Regions from separate parts of the Mus musculus genome. Here all the other regions are linked to region 1. The links are chromatin contacts, called in public Hi-C maps. All regions are on one chromosome and are shown on one strand. Each heading gives the region's core, a stretch centred on a gene start, on an enhancer-like site or on the middle of the called end of the contact. The rest is flanking DNA. Distances are from core to core; before and after follow the strand shown.

Region 1 (3,302 bases), core at 699-3,198:
TCCCCAAGTCCTCTCTTTATCTTCCATACTCCCAACCCCAACACAATAGCCAACTTACTGGTCTATCTCCTCTGATTCTGCATCAACTTATCAGAAGTTATGGATTTCTGCCAAGCTTTTTCTCATGATTCAAAGATCTCTCTGAAGTCTACATGACTCCTTCCGGGGAAGATTAACACATTGCATAGGAACTCCAGCAGACGGTTGGAGGCCAACACTGGTTACTAGTTAGATTAGGTTGACCAAGTCACTTAACCTCAGGAAGTTTTCTTGAATAAAATGTCTGTCCTACTAACACACCATGTTCTCAGAAGGTGACTACAATGTCACCACTTCCTAATTCTCTTCCCATCACAAGCTTTCTGGAGAGAGGCTTCCTCCTCTTCTAATCCTTCCCCTCACTGCTCTTCTGTCCCTACTCCATCCTGTTCTTCTTTTAAAACGGCGAAGATTCCCATGGGTATCAAGCAAACACAGCATATCAAGTTGCATTAAACCTATACACCTTCCCTCATATTAAGGCTAAATGAGGCAACCCAGTAGCAGGATAAGAGTCCCACAAATAGGAAAAAAAGAAAAAAAAACCCTGCTCACTCTATTAGGAGTCCCACAAGAAGATGGACTTGCACACTGTAATTGTGTGTGCAGACATATTTACAGGTCAGACCCATATAGACTACTCCCTGGTTAACAGTTCAATCTCTGTGTGCCTCTTTGAGCCCAGGATAGTTGATTCTGTGAGTTTTCTTGTGGTGTACTTGACCTTTTTGGATCCTACAATCCTCACCACCACCCTCCACACCCTGCCTCTTCTGCAGGGTTCCCAAGCTCTACCTAACGTTAGTCTGTGGTTTTCTAAATCTGTTTCCATCAATTGCTAGATGAAGCCTCTCTAATGACCTAATGACAATTGGGTGGGGCAACAATCTATGAGAATAGCAAATTATCATTAGGAATCATTTCATTGGTTTTGTGTGTGTGTAAGAGAGAGAGAGTTGTGCTTTGTTCTATCCTAGGTCTCTGGGCAATTCAGAATCCAGACTGGTTCCTGGCCCTCCAGGCAGAATCATGGATACAATCCCTCTCATGGCATGCATCTCTAGCTGGACTATTCATTGCTTAACCATTCCCACAATTTCTGCACCACCTTTTCTGTGGCATATCTTGTAAGCAGGACAAATTGTAGGTCAAAGGTTATATGGCTGGGTTGGTGTCACAATACTTCCACTAGACATCTTGCCTGGTTATAGGCAGGAGATGGCCAGTTCACAGCCTCAAGTTTATGGGAATGCCATTTACTTCATACCTGAGCAAGCTTGTAACTTCAGTTTAAGTCTAATAGTTTCACTATTAAAGGGAAGGGTAGTTCCTTCCATTGGATATGAGCCCAAAGGTAAGGGACAGAAAAGTCAGTCTGTATGTCCTTCAGCATTGTTCCCAATACTTACTAAGTGTTCTGTGTCTGTGAGTTGTTCGAACCCGAATCGTCCTTGGCTACCAGGAAAACCTGCAAACCTGGAAGCTACCTGAGTTTCAGAGACTAAAAAGATATTCCAAGCAAATTAATAAAGTTGACAATGGCACAATGGCAATGAGTTAAATATCCCTAATCTCTGAAATGACTGTCTATAAGGAAAAAAATTGAGATGTGACATCCGAAGCTCAAAATTGGGTAACTAGGCACTGCCAGTTTCTGGCTAAGCACCTCAAGCAACTTCAGTGTCATTTCAACAGAAGTTTTCTTGTCTATTCAATAGGGCGCAATCATATTGACTTCAAAGCAAATGAGCTATCAGCCTGTTCAGTGAGCCAGTTGTGAGAACCCAAGCAGCTACTTAAATATTTGTGTCCTTTTCAGAGCCGGGCCACAAAGGTGCCACTGCTGATAACCTGAGACCAACCAAATGCTCCTTGTCCTTTGTGCTGCTACTGGATTCGGTTGCATAATGAGCCCTCATTTCTGAGAAAGGCCAGGTCAAACCATTCAGGCTGTACTCCCAGCATTAGCGCACCCTCCATTCCAGGGAATGTCATTGGCCTGTGTCTCTAACAGCACAGCATTCCAAGAGAATCCTGTTTAACAAAAGCTGGATAGAACAACCAATAGCTGGAATGACGAAGTTCACTGACTACAGATCTTGAGACCTTGGCAATCCGTGTCACCCTCCTCTTTCTCGAAGAGGTCAGTTTCATCAGTTATTGGTTTTGTCTTGATAGAACTCAGAAAATCCCACAAGAACAAATCATAGGTTGTTTTTATCATTTTGTTCCATTTCACCTGTTTGCTTAGCAACCCTGGTAAAAAGCTTTGGGCAAACAGAAACCTTTTAATTCTACTGAGTCCTTACCCAGGACACTTTGGTTGCAGGAGTAACTGAAAAGGGCACCTTCCATTTAGACTTTTCTCATAAGTAAAGCTTCTTTAACATTCCTGTAATGATAAGATAAAATACCTATGACTTTTGCTCTAATAACAAAGAAATTAAAGAGTTTCTAACAGCTGTTTATTCACTCAAGTATGGACCAAATATTCATCAAACAATAGATATAGTTCTTAGCTGAATGTATAACAGAGATTAAAGTAGAATCCTTTTTTTATGGAGGGGAATCCAAATAGAACCTATTCCTCTTGTCCATGGGGAATGGATCCAGATATCCATCTGGACTGGAAACATTCCAGATAACACAAATACCTGATTGCCTAGTATTTGTCCAGTGAACATTGGCTCAATTTCAAGTGCAGATGCACTTACTGATGTAAATGTACAGAAAGAACAAACCTTTAGGAAAACATACAGCTACTTTTTTGTTATTTTTTTATTTACTCCATCAAAAAGAATTAGGACCCTGATGATAAAATAAATGATGGATTATCTAATTCTTTTAAATGCTGCACTATATTAGATACTTCTGTGTTTATTCATTCACTTCTTCAATTAACAATTGTTCATATGGGTATTCTGTGTGTTAGGTACTAAGACTACAGAAATCAAGAAACCCATCTCTTTGCCCTTCTAGACCTTTCATTCTCCTAGACCTAGATAATACCAGTGAAATGATGAGTTCTAGGATGTGAGAATGATGAGGAGAGAAGAAATGCAAATCTTTTGTAATGATTTTTTTATTTATTTTATATATATATATATGAGTGTACTGCGGCTGTCTTCAGACACATCAGAATAAGGCATCAGATCCCATTACGGATGGTTGTGAGCCACCATCTGGTGGCTGAGAATTGAACTCAGGACCTCTGGAAGAACAGTCAATGCTCTTAACGGCTAAGCCATCTCTCCAGCCCCAAC
Region 2 (3,090 bases), core at 471-2,970, 400 kb before region 1:
TTGAAGAACTTAAAATCCTGGGTAGACACTGAATCCTCTGATTTCTTTAAACATATGCTAATGAGTGGATATACAAGGAAAGCATCCTAAGTCAGACCAGTGGTCCAAGCCACCAGTGCAGAGAGCTAGTGCTGACACGAAAGCTCTATTTGTCATTTGTACTCTTTAATAGCTAGCATCTTCAAAGGATTCAGCAACTGCCCAAGCAGGTTGAGATTGTCCTAATTATAACTGTAGCTCAAATATTCATTACTTGAGTACAGTCATTTTAGAATTTATTGGTGCATATTCATGTAGGGTTTTTTTCCATTCATATATATGTTAACTAAAAACTATGTAATGGGTGTTTTGGATTACAAAGAAATTTTTGGAGCATTGCATCCAGAGATTAAGATGGACCCACTGGCCCTCAAATTGACAAGGTTTAACAGACCATTTCCATGTGAACATGAGTAGGTTATGATAAAACATAAGTACAAGTATTATAGAATTACAATATAACTCACCAAGTTTCCCTGTTGAGGGAGAATTGCCTCAGGTGGGTACATCCCCTTTACACGAAGCCTTAAGAACACAAAACCAAAATATGCACTGATCCTACCCCTCGACCTCTAACCTGAAGGAGAGCCAGCATATTGAGCTCAACCTGCAGTAGTCAAATGATAGTGTGTCACAGGGGTAATTGTTTTGCTCATAGCCCTTTTATTTGATTTTATTCTCTTTTGTGAAGTACTACTGCAATAGCTAACTCAAACAAAATATACTGTTCTAATACAAGAAAGTCTCATTAAATGGTAAGTCATTCTTCCCCTTCCTTCTTTGTTTTCCTGTCTTCTTCCTTCTTCAAATAACACTACCCTGGTTCCAAGACCACAGACACAAGTCCTTTAGCTGTACTTCCTCCACTTCTACTGTTTTCCCCATCCTCCTCCTTTTTCTTTTCTCCTCTAAATATATGTTAACCCCACCCCTTGGTTCCAAGAACACCAGACCCATGTCCTGAAGTGGTTTGCCCTCATCCCTCCCTTTTTGTTTCTCCCCCCTTCTCCTTTTTCTTCTTGTTTTGTCATCAAGAAGCCAATAAAGCTAAGGTATATGTTGAATAAATTGGTTATCCTGTATTTAAACAAACTTCGTTACCCTTCTCTTACAAAAATAGTATCTACTGCTGTATTATATGTAAGAAATACAAGAACAGAGACTTAGCACAGTACATAGAATCCACTTCTGCATATAAGAGCCATAAGGTCAAATATACAAAATGGTGTTCATTATGCAATGAAAGTTCAAAAATCTCCTTTGTGTCTTGCAAAGAGGACGGGGGGGGGGGGGTCTTTAGAAATGATTCCTCCCATTGACGTTTTTTTCTAATGTAGACAAAAGTGTCTGAGGACACAGTTGTGCAGAGATCAAATGATTCTTAGAATAGCTTTCATAATCACTACTGTGAATGTAACCAATTTGTTTCTTTACTAATGAGGCTATTTTGAGTCCCCAGAAAATGGAGGAAGAAAATGTTTGCAGTGCCCATGAGAAGGCAAAGAGGGATTATTTGTTTGTTTGTTTTCCTCATTTTTGTGTTTAAGAAAGAAAGAAACCTGAACTTAGTGCAAGCAAACGCTGCCAAACAGAAACTTTCAGGCTATATTTGCAGAGTCCACATGAGATGACCTGACCCTTTCGTGCCCTGACCTTTCCCCATGTTATCACTCTCCAAGTTAAAAAAAAAAATACACAAAGTGATATTTACAGTTTTCTGTCACGCTATGATTCTGTGTGGCCACTTACTTTGTGGTAGCAGAAGATCTAGAATGCAGTCAAGGTTGTGATAAAAAGGGAAAAAGAATACAACTTAATACCTACAGAAGACCAATGGGTATGTTCTTTTCTATACTTTTAATTATTACAATAGTGTAGTAGGATGAGTCATCACTTATGTATCAAGAAATGAGAAAAGTTCATCTCAAACGGTACTTTAAATTTGGCTTCCTCATGGCAGAGTTTGCTGCAGCAATTTATATGGTGGAGTTCTATCAGGAAGTTCATCTGAGACTTGCCTCTGTATAAAAGAATGGAGCACAATTGGTGCTATGAAGGGGAAATGGGGAACTGGGGACATTAACTGAGGAAAGGATGGGAAAAGCAATGTAGTTGGAATGGGAAAGAGGAAAGAGAAATAACACCAAAAATGTTCAAAAACTATGTAAGGGATCATTTTAATGTTTCATAGAATTATACAGAATGTTTATAGATAGATGGATGGATGGATGGATAGATAGATAGATAGATAGATAGATAGACAGACAGACAGACAGACAGATACATAGATACATAGAGTTTTAGAAAGTCATTCCATTTGGAATGACACCCCCGCATATACATACAAATCCTGTGTATTCTCTAATAGAAAACCCAATGACCAGAGAAGAAAAACTACGAGAATCAAGAGACCCCCAAAACAATATAAGCTATTTTCAGTGTCCTAGATTGCCTGCCAGAAATTGAAAGTAAGGCCATATTCCTGAAGATACATACACTTCAACCATGGAACTGAGAAAAATCAAGCCTGGATCTGACCTGAAAGATTCTTTCCTGATGATGACTAGGTCTCATATTATCAGAAGGTGCTATGCAAGTTGTTGTTGGAGAGAAGCAATTGGTAGTCCTACACAAATGCAAAACCGGAATGCTTTCATAATCTGCAATGATGTCAAAACAGGAGAAATATTTACAGTGACAACAGTGGTAATTTTACCTTGGTGGTAACAAACATCTCTCGTGGACTTAAGACATATTCAACAAGAGGGAATTCATACAAAATATAGTAAATCTAGCCAAAAACCCATGAATTGCTGGAAAAGTCATAGATCTAAAACAAGAATCCATTACTGTCAATTTCCTTGCCAGTATAATTTTAACTGTTTCTAACTACCTATCTTTATACCAGAGATAAGAGTCACTTTCACCATTCATCTATTCCTCTTGTAACAGATCCAGAGTATTCTAGAGATATAATCAGTTGGCCAAGATGCAGAGAATAAACAACTGTGGAGTATCTAACACCAATTGATATATCTGTCACACAACTTG
Region 3 (3,290 bases), core at 185-2,684, 270 kb after region 1:
AAAAAGGAAAGGATCAAAAAGGTAGGTCCAGATCACAGAGGCAACTGTTGTACATCAGTTTGTGAAAAACTACTCACATGGCCATCCTTTTTGAAAGGCCCCAATGCTGGATGATGTCCTTAGAAAATGAATCATTCCTGGACACAAGAGAGTTCTGAAAGCTTCTATCAAAACCAGAAATCTGGTGGCATAGCCTATAACTGCACTAGGAAGACAGGGAAGGGGGGATCAGAAGGTTGGGAACAACCTTGTTCTACAGCAACACTCTATTAGAAATTTCCCCATCACCATCTGCCTTTATGCTACTATTCAAAATGCCCGCCTTCGAAGCGTGTCCATACCCAAAGCTCTTTCCAGCTCACTCATCACCTTCCATAGAAGGTAACAATGGCCTCCTAATCATCTCTCTAGTCATGAGGTTCCTGGTGAATTCAAAGGATGACTGTTTTCCATCTTGCCCTACAGATCTTTGAGGTCTAGCCCATCTGGCCCCAGTGGATAAGTGGTGGCTGAACACTGGACCACTTCCACAAGTGGCTCACATCAGCACTAACACATGGGTCATCAGCCTTACCTAGGAAGCCATAAAACAGACTCCTTCCCAAAGGATGGGTTAGGCTTTAGAACTAGCACTAGCCGGCAGAGGTGACTCCACCAAAGCCACATGAGCAGAGGAAAAGTTCTAGAGCCCAAACCCTTGCAGTATGTCCTGTGCTAGCACAACTATGCAACCAACCATCTTTCCACTCAGGGTCAGCTAGGGCTCTATCTCCAGTGCTACCGGACAGATACAGTATATACAGAGTCCTCCCTGCCAAGCTCCTAGCTGTTCCCTGCCCCCAACAGTTGAAAGCCCTCCTCTATCAGAGGCCAGATCGGGCCTCAGCATTCAGTCTCACCCCATAGAGAGCCTAGGCCTTCTAAAGACATTTTTATTTGTCTAAAGACATTTTACCTTGGGAGTTGGCTTCCTGCACTACAGGACAGCTGCCTTAAGAGGAAGACTCGAGGCAACCAGATTGGGTGGGGGTTTGGGGGAGGGGTGCTAAACTGAGTCAGGCAGGTCTGAGCATCAAATTCTAGATACTCTGATATTCTGACTTATGCTTCTCACTCTGCCTCTGAACTGGTATCATCTACTAGACCCCATTCCTTCAAACACCAAATGGGTATAAGGACAGTGAGATTTAATACACAAGAATTCTTCCACTTGTTCACTAAAAAAAAAAAAAAAAAAAAAAAAAAAAAAAAAAAAAAGATTGAATTCTCAAGGTAGCTTCAGGATGCTCCCAAAACACGCACGATACAAGAAAGTTGGCTGATCTTCCTGAGACGCACCTAGGGCCCAGGAATCTGCCCTACTTCACTCTTGCCCCAGCTTGCTTAATCACCGCCCTGGCTCCCTGCCTGTCAGCCAGCTGCTGACTTGAATTGAACTTTTGGATTCTGAATCCTAGCTGGCAGCCCGAGGTGTGTATCACTCCCTAGCCTACACACATAGGCCTAGAAAGGAATCAGGGTAAAAGAGTCCTTGAGGAGGACAGAGAGGGTCAAATGCCAGTGTGAACTGCCTTTAAATGCCCCAAGAGTCAGGACAGCCCATCTGGGTCCCACACAAGGGCTCACTGTTGAGTACACAGCTGTACCACTTGTGACTCAGAGAATGACTCAGCAGTCCACTAGAAGAGCATGCAGAAAAGCTTTTGAGTCACTTCTAGAAGGGGGGGGGGGGGGTGTGCCAAGCTACCAGCACAGCTCAGTCCAGAGGAATGCCCTCCCCTGCCAGCCTTGCCCACTGCCTGAGATTCATACACTCGGTATCCCAGCAGGGGCACGTGATGGGCCTGACACTGGGCCAGGCCAAATAGGCAGGGGCAACAAAAGTCCCATTTCCCGGCTGGGATGAGATCATTGTGAAGCGGGGGAGAAAGGAAGCAGGATCCAGGACCCAAGAAGGGGTGGGGATGGCCAGGAAGTCAGCAAGCATCCCTGCTAGGATAGAACAGGGAACAAAGGGGCAAAATAGAGCCTGGGCCCAAGGGCACAATGGGACCCCCAGTGTAAATTACTCTGAATGGCACACAGACTCAGAGAGTATCTTGTACCACCCCCATCCCCAACCTCCCACATTTCCCTCCTTCTTCATTCATCTTTATTTATTAGAACTCAACTTTGGTTACTCAGCCCAGCAAATACACCCCTACAGAAAGCTTCTGTCACAACCAGCTTGAGTCAAGATATACTGTGGAGACCTCTACATCAGCATGCCCCTCCCCTCCCGCAGAGTCCCTCTATTCTATTCCTTCTTTATGGGACCTGTGCAGCTCCTGCTGCAGCTCTTCCATACAGACTTCCAGGAGAAGTGAGAAACTTGCTTTCTTTCTCAGCAACCTCTAGGTTGGCAAAGTCACAAGAGCATTGCCCTACAAGCTGAAGAGCATGCTCTATATTAGAGCAAAGGCGGGCCAAGCCCCTGGAGGGATCACTATCAAAGAGCATCCAGGTCATTCACTTAAGGCTGGGCATGGTGGCCACATACCCTTGGCCCCAGTGTTTGAGAGGCAGAGGCAGGACAATCTTTGAGTTAGAGACTAGCCTGGCCTTCATAGCAAGCTCAAGGACAGCCAGGACTACTTAGAGACCCTGTCTCAAAAATAGAGAGAAAGAGAGAAAGAGAGAGAGAAAGAAAGGAAGGAAGGAAGGAAGGAAGGAAGGAAGGAAGGAAGGAAGGAAGGAAGGAAGGAAGGAAGAAAAAAGAGGGAGAGAGGGAGGGAGGGAGGGAGGGAGGGAGGGAGGGAGGGAGGGAGGGAGGGAGGGAGGGAGGAAGGGACCAGAAGTTGAGAAAGGTAGGTAGTCACCTATGTCTTCCTGATAATAAGGAATGGCCAATGGCCTCAGCTCATTTTACTCAGCCTTGTTTTGGTTCTCTGGCTTTACCTCCTCGTCTTGCTGAGATGCTGCAAAGTATACCATTCAATTGTTTTATATATATATATATATATATATATATATATATATATATATATATATTTTTTTTTTTTGTTTTGTTTTTTTTTGTTTTTGTTTTTGTTTTCCGAGACAGGGTTTCTCTGTATAGCCCTGGCTGTCCTGGGACTCACTTTGTAGACCAGGCTATATTAATAAACTCAAGGAAAAATCTCAATCCTATGAGACAGACGTCACTGTGGCTTGCTATTTTATAGAGGGATTGAACAGAGACCCAGAACAGTTAATTACATTCACAGTGACATTCGAACCTAAGTGACTCACATCCGAGTACCAAGCTCTAC
Region 4 (3,233 bases), core at 578-3,077, 370 kb before region 1:
TTTCTGTGGCTGAGTCATGTTGACCAGCTCCCAGAACAACTTGTGCCTGTGTTGTTAAAGCACAGAGGTCCTCAGGCGCCATGAAAGCCAGGCCTGCCTTTTTATCCGCCTGCCTACAAAGGCCAGGATCCCACACGTGGGACAGAATGTAAACACACTCCCCAAACCTCTATTTGCTCTCAAATTGGCCAATGTTTCCTGTCCACCCCTCAAACAGACTCCCACCTTCTATTCAGCTTCAAAGACTAAAAATGCAAATGAGAGAAGTCTTCAGGGGTGACTGGGACAGAGAAATTTTGAGCTATTTCCTGCGATTTTCAAGATTATTTCTTATAATTTTAGCAAAACATAAATAATATATATATACATACATATATATTTGCTTGGAAAAGCAGGGAAACATTAACATTGTATTAGTAATCGTATAAAATAGGACAGGAACCTAAAAATCACGTAAATAAACAATGGAAGGAGGCTTGTCATGTCAACAGGAAAGTGAATAGGGAAACTCATGACACAGGCATGTGTTGAAATATTCACAACTCCCAAGCCTGTTAGTTTTAATGACATGAGAAAGCTGGTTAACAGCTGGGAGTAGTGGCACACACCTTTGATCCCAGCACTCAGGAGGTAGAGGCAGATTGATCTCTGAGAGTCCCAGGCCAGCCTGATCTAGGAAGTGAATTGCAGCGCAATCAGAACCACATAGTGAGACTCTCTCATGAAAAATAAATACAAATAAATACATGAATTAATAATAAAAATAACAAACTGTTTATAACACATGAAAAAGTTTATGAAATTGAGCTTAGTGCAATTTTAATTATTAAGTACATGTGAAATATACTGCAAGATCATAGAGTTCTCTAGGGATTTTCATGTGTGTGTATGTGTGTACATATGTGTATATATATATATATATATATATATATATATATGCAAACATGCTTGTACAATAAATGATAAAGCTTGCTCATGTTAGAGCATGCTTTAAAATACAATAGCGTCACATTCAGGCTTTTTTTTTTTAAAGGAAGCTCTAAAACATGCAAACTTAATAAGAACCTGGATAATAAAGATTTTTCCTTCCTAAGTCTCCCAGATATAGGCATCATGTAGTCAACTAAACCAGAAGGAAGGTGAGTCAAGAGAGATGCATTAGCTGCAAAATTGGGGAAGGATATCATATAAAAAAAATTATAAAACTATTCCAGATTCTTAGTTATCCCACTAGCTCTGTCCCTAAACACTGTTGATCGTGACTAGCCTATCATTGCCCTCTGCTCCCCAGTCCATGCACTTGTAAGAAGGGGTTAATCACTCCTCCACCCATCTGTTGACTTATTCAAACACTTTCTCGGGGATCAGAGAAAAAGCACTGGCTGAAACAGATACTTGTCATGCCTTCTGGGTACTTGTGCTCTTTTATATTAAAAAAAAAAATCAAACACATAGGCTAGTGTTAGGAACATGAGGAACAATGGACAAGGTCAGAAGGTAGCATGAGCGTCAAGGTCCTTAGAGATGGCATCAGTAGGTAGGTCATTAGGTGAGAAAGAAAGTCCTACTGGTAGTCAATACTGGGCAGTGTCCCAGGGGAGGCAAGCCAGGAAGCACCAAAGTGCTGTAGCACGGGGTGGGGTGGGGGTGGGGGGTGGGGTGGGGGGTGGGGTGGGGGTGGGGGGGACATGGTTGCGCCAGCGGTGATGAAGCATAAACTTAGTGTTTTTCTCCTAAACTTTAACCAAGGTCCACCCCGCAGTCAGTCAGCAGGCTCAAAATGCTTTCAGAGCCCTTGAGAGCTAAAGTCCAAGGCCTCTGCCCAGGGAGTGAATTGATGGAATTTAAAGGCAGTGTCGCCTTGGAGCTTTGAAGGTCCGCTGAACAACTATTAGCTGATCCACTTGACAAACAGTGACGCAGTCACTATGTATGTTTGTGCCCAAGCAGGTGACGATTTTCTCTCCACTGACTCCAGTCAAGGACTTTCTGCTTCCAGATTGCAGGTTCCAGGTGACATTGGGCACACGGGATCAGGAGGGGAGTGGAACAGGTCATGCCCCAGGAAGGCAGCATGAAGCTGGACTCACCTGATGTTTTGAACAGCCCACTTAGCTTCAGTGTGGCAGGAACATATTCTTTTGAAGCCTAAAGAAAGTATGCTGATTCATCAGTTTCCAAACCCATGGGAAAAGAACCCATTGTTAAGCTTCTAATATATTTTCCCTAACCCCTACAAGGATAGCTATAGTTCAGGGAGATAAACTGGGATGAAGGTAAGGCAAAGCGAAGCAATTACTGCCATCCATAATTATAACCCATATCGTTTATTGTGTGCTAATAGCTGCATTTCCAAGCAGATGTTATTAATTAGTGAAATAACAAGGCAATTTGCATTCATCTCATTTCAGAGAAGAAATAAAACTACCTCCTCTAACCAAACATAGGTAATTCAGTTTTGTTGTTTTTCTTATAATACATGGGGAAACTGAGGCACAGAGACACTGGATTCTTTAAAAGCATCTTTACTTAAAGCTTCCTAGAAGGAAGATTATTATCATGGGTAGCAGTGTATATAGATAAAGTGGCAAGGTGCTGGCCCAGAAATCATGATAACGTGGAGACAGGGAGATTGGTTAGCCCAATCTGCCAATATCCACAGCAGTCATCATTCTGGGCCTCTGATCTAATCTCTCTGAGTTGTTTTCTTATCCAAAGCATAGGAACCATCAATCCCTGACCAATGTGATTGTTTTATAGAACAAATGCGGAACATACGTACCTTCACAGCAGATATAGTTTGTGAGATAAATGGACTCTGCTCAGAGTTTAGGAGGAGAAGTAGCATTTCAGAGGGGGATAGAAAGGCTGCACGTTAATCGACCTTATGGCTAGATAGTTCGAAGAATGTATCTGGGGCCACAGAAGCAGAAGGAAATTGAAATTATCTGAGAGAAAATATCACAAGACCAGCTGGAATTCTAGCATGAAGCATGAGTAAGGGACCCAGCAGAATCATTGTCCCTTAAAAGTATATAGGCAGAAGGAACTAGGGCAGAAGGAAGTGCATGTGGATTCAAACATTGTATGACTTGATTCTAGAGCTAATGTGATTGGTAAAACATTCAAAGGCCTGCTTTTCCTTATGAACATCTTAAGAAACAGAAGTCTTCGTATCTATAAAAAAAGCAACTGGCAACATCTATTAAAATTATATTTGCCATAACATATTT

The links. A called contact is a pair of places that touch in the nucleus more often than the background predicts.
Region 2: a contact with region 1 is called in a Hi-C map of liver, with 4 times the contacts expected there. The contact joins two enhancer-like sites. A contact is called at or near these places in 4 of 484 Hi-C or Micro-C datasets (all in liver) and 1 of 115 datasets of contacts at active chromatin or transcription factors (CD8 T cells).
Region 3: a contact with region 1 is called in a Hi-C map of liver, with 2.8 times the contacts expected there. The contact joins two enhancer-like sites. A contact is called at or near these places in 1 of 15 datasets of contacts at CTCF or cohesin (the NIH/3T3 cell line), 3 of 484 Hi-C or Micro-C datasets (embryonic fibroblasts and liver) and 1 of 115 datasets of contacts at active chromatin or transcription factors (embryonic fibroblasts).
Region 4: a Hi-C map of liver shows a contact between it and region 1, with 3 times the contacts expected there. The contact joins two enhancer-like sites. A contact is called at or near these places in 1 of 39 promoter capture datasets (liver), 5 of 484 Hi-C or Micro-C datasets (B cells, embryonic fibroblasts, liver and 1 more) and 4 of 115 datasets of contacts at active chromatin or transcription factors (CD8 T cells, embryonic fibroblasts and liver).

The regions. Positions count from the first base shown.
Region 1 is chr15:62,344,722-62,348,023 of GRCm38.p6, reverse strand. No RefSeq gene overlaps it. Among named protein-coding and RNA genes, the nearest start is that of Pvt1, 310 kb to the right of the region's middle. Within about 2 kb of position 1,948, at least 3 of the 459 cell types and tissues checked have an H3K27ac peak or open chromatin away from gene starts, as enhancers often do. A contact at or near this core is called in liver, where this site is marked.
Region 2 is chr15:62,742,686-62,745,775 of GRCm38.p6, reverse strand. No RefSeq gene overlaps it. Among named protein-coding and RNA genes, the nearest start is that of Gm22521, 49 kb to the left of the region's middle. Within about 2 kb of position 1,720, at least 3 of the 459 cell types and tissues checked have an H3K27ac peak or open chromatin away from gene starts, as enhancers often do. A contact at or near this core is called in liver, where this site is marked.
Region 3 is chr15:62,077,950-62,081,239 of GRCm38.p6, reverse strand. The region is part of intron 1 of Pvt1 (Pvt1 oncogene); the gene reads right to left. Among named protein-coding and RNA genes, the nearest start is that of Pvt1, 42 kb to the right of the region's middle. Within about 2 kb of position 1,434, at least 192 of the 459 cell types and tissues checked have an H3K27ac peak or open chromatin away from gene starts, as enhancers often do. A contact at or near this core is called in liver, where this site is marked.
Region 4 is chr15:62,711,300-62,714,532 of GRCm38.p6, reverse strand. No RefSeq gene overlaps it. Among named protein-coding and RNA genes, the nearest start is that of Gm41333, 44 kb to the right of the region's middle. Within about 2 kb of position 1,827, at least 9 of the 459 cell types and tissues checked have an H3K27ac peak or open chromatin away from gene starts, as enhancers often do. A contact at or near this core is called in liver, where this site is marked.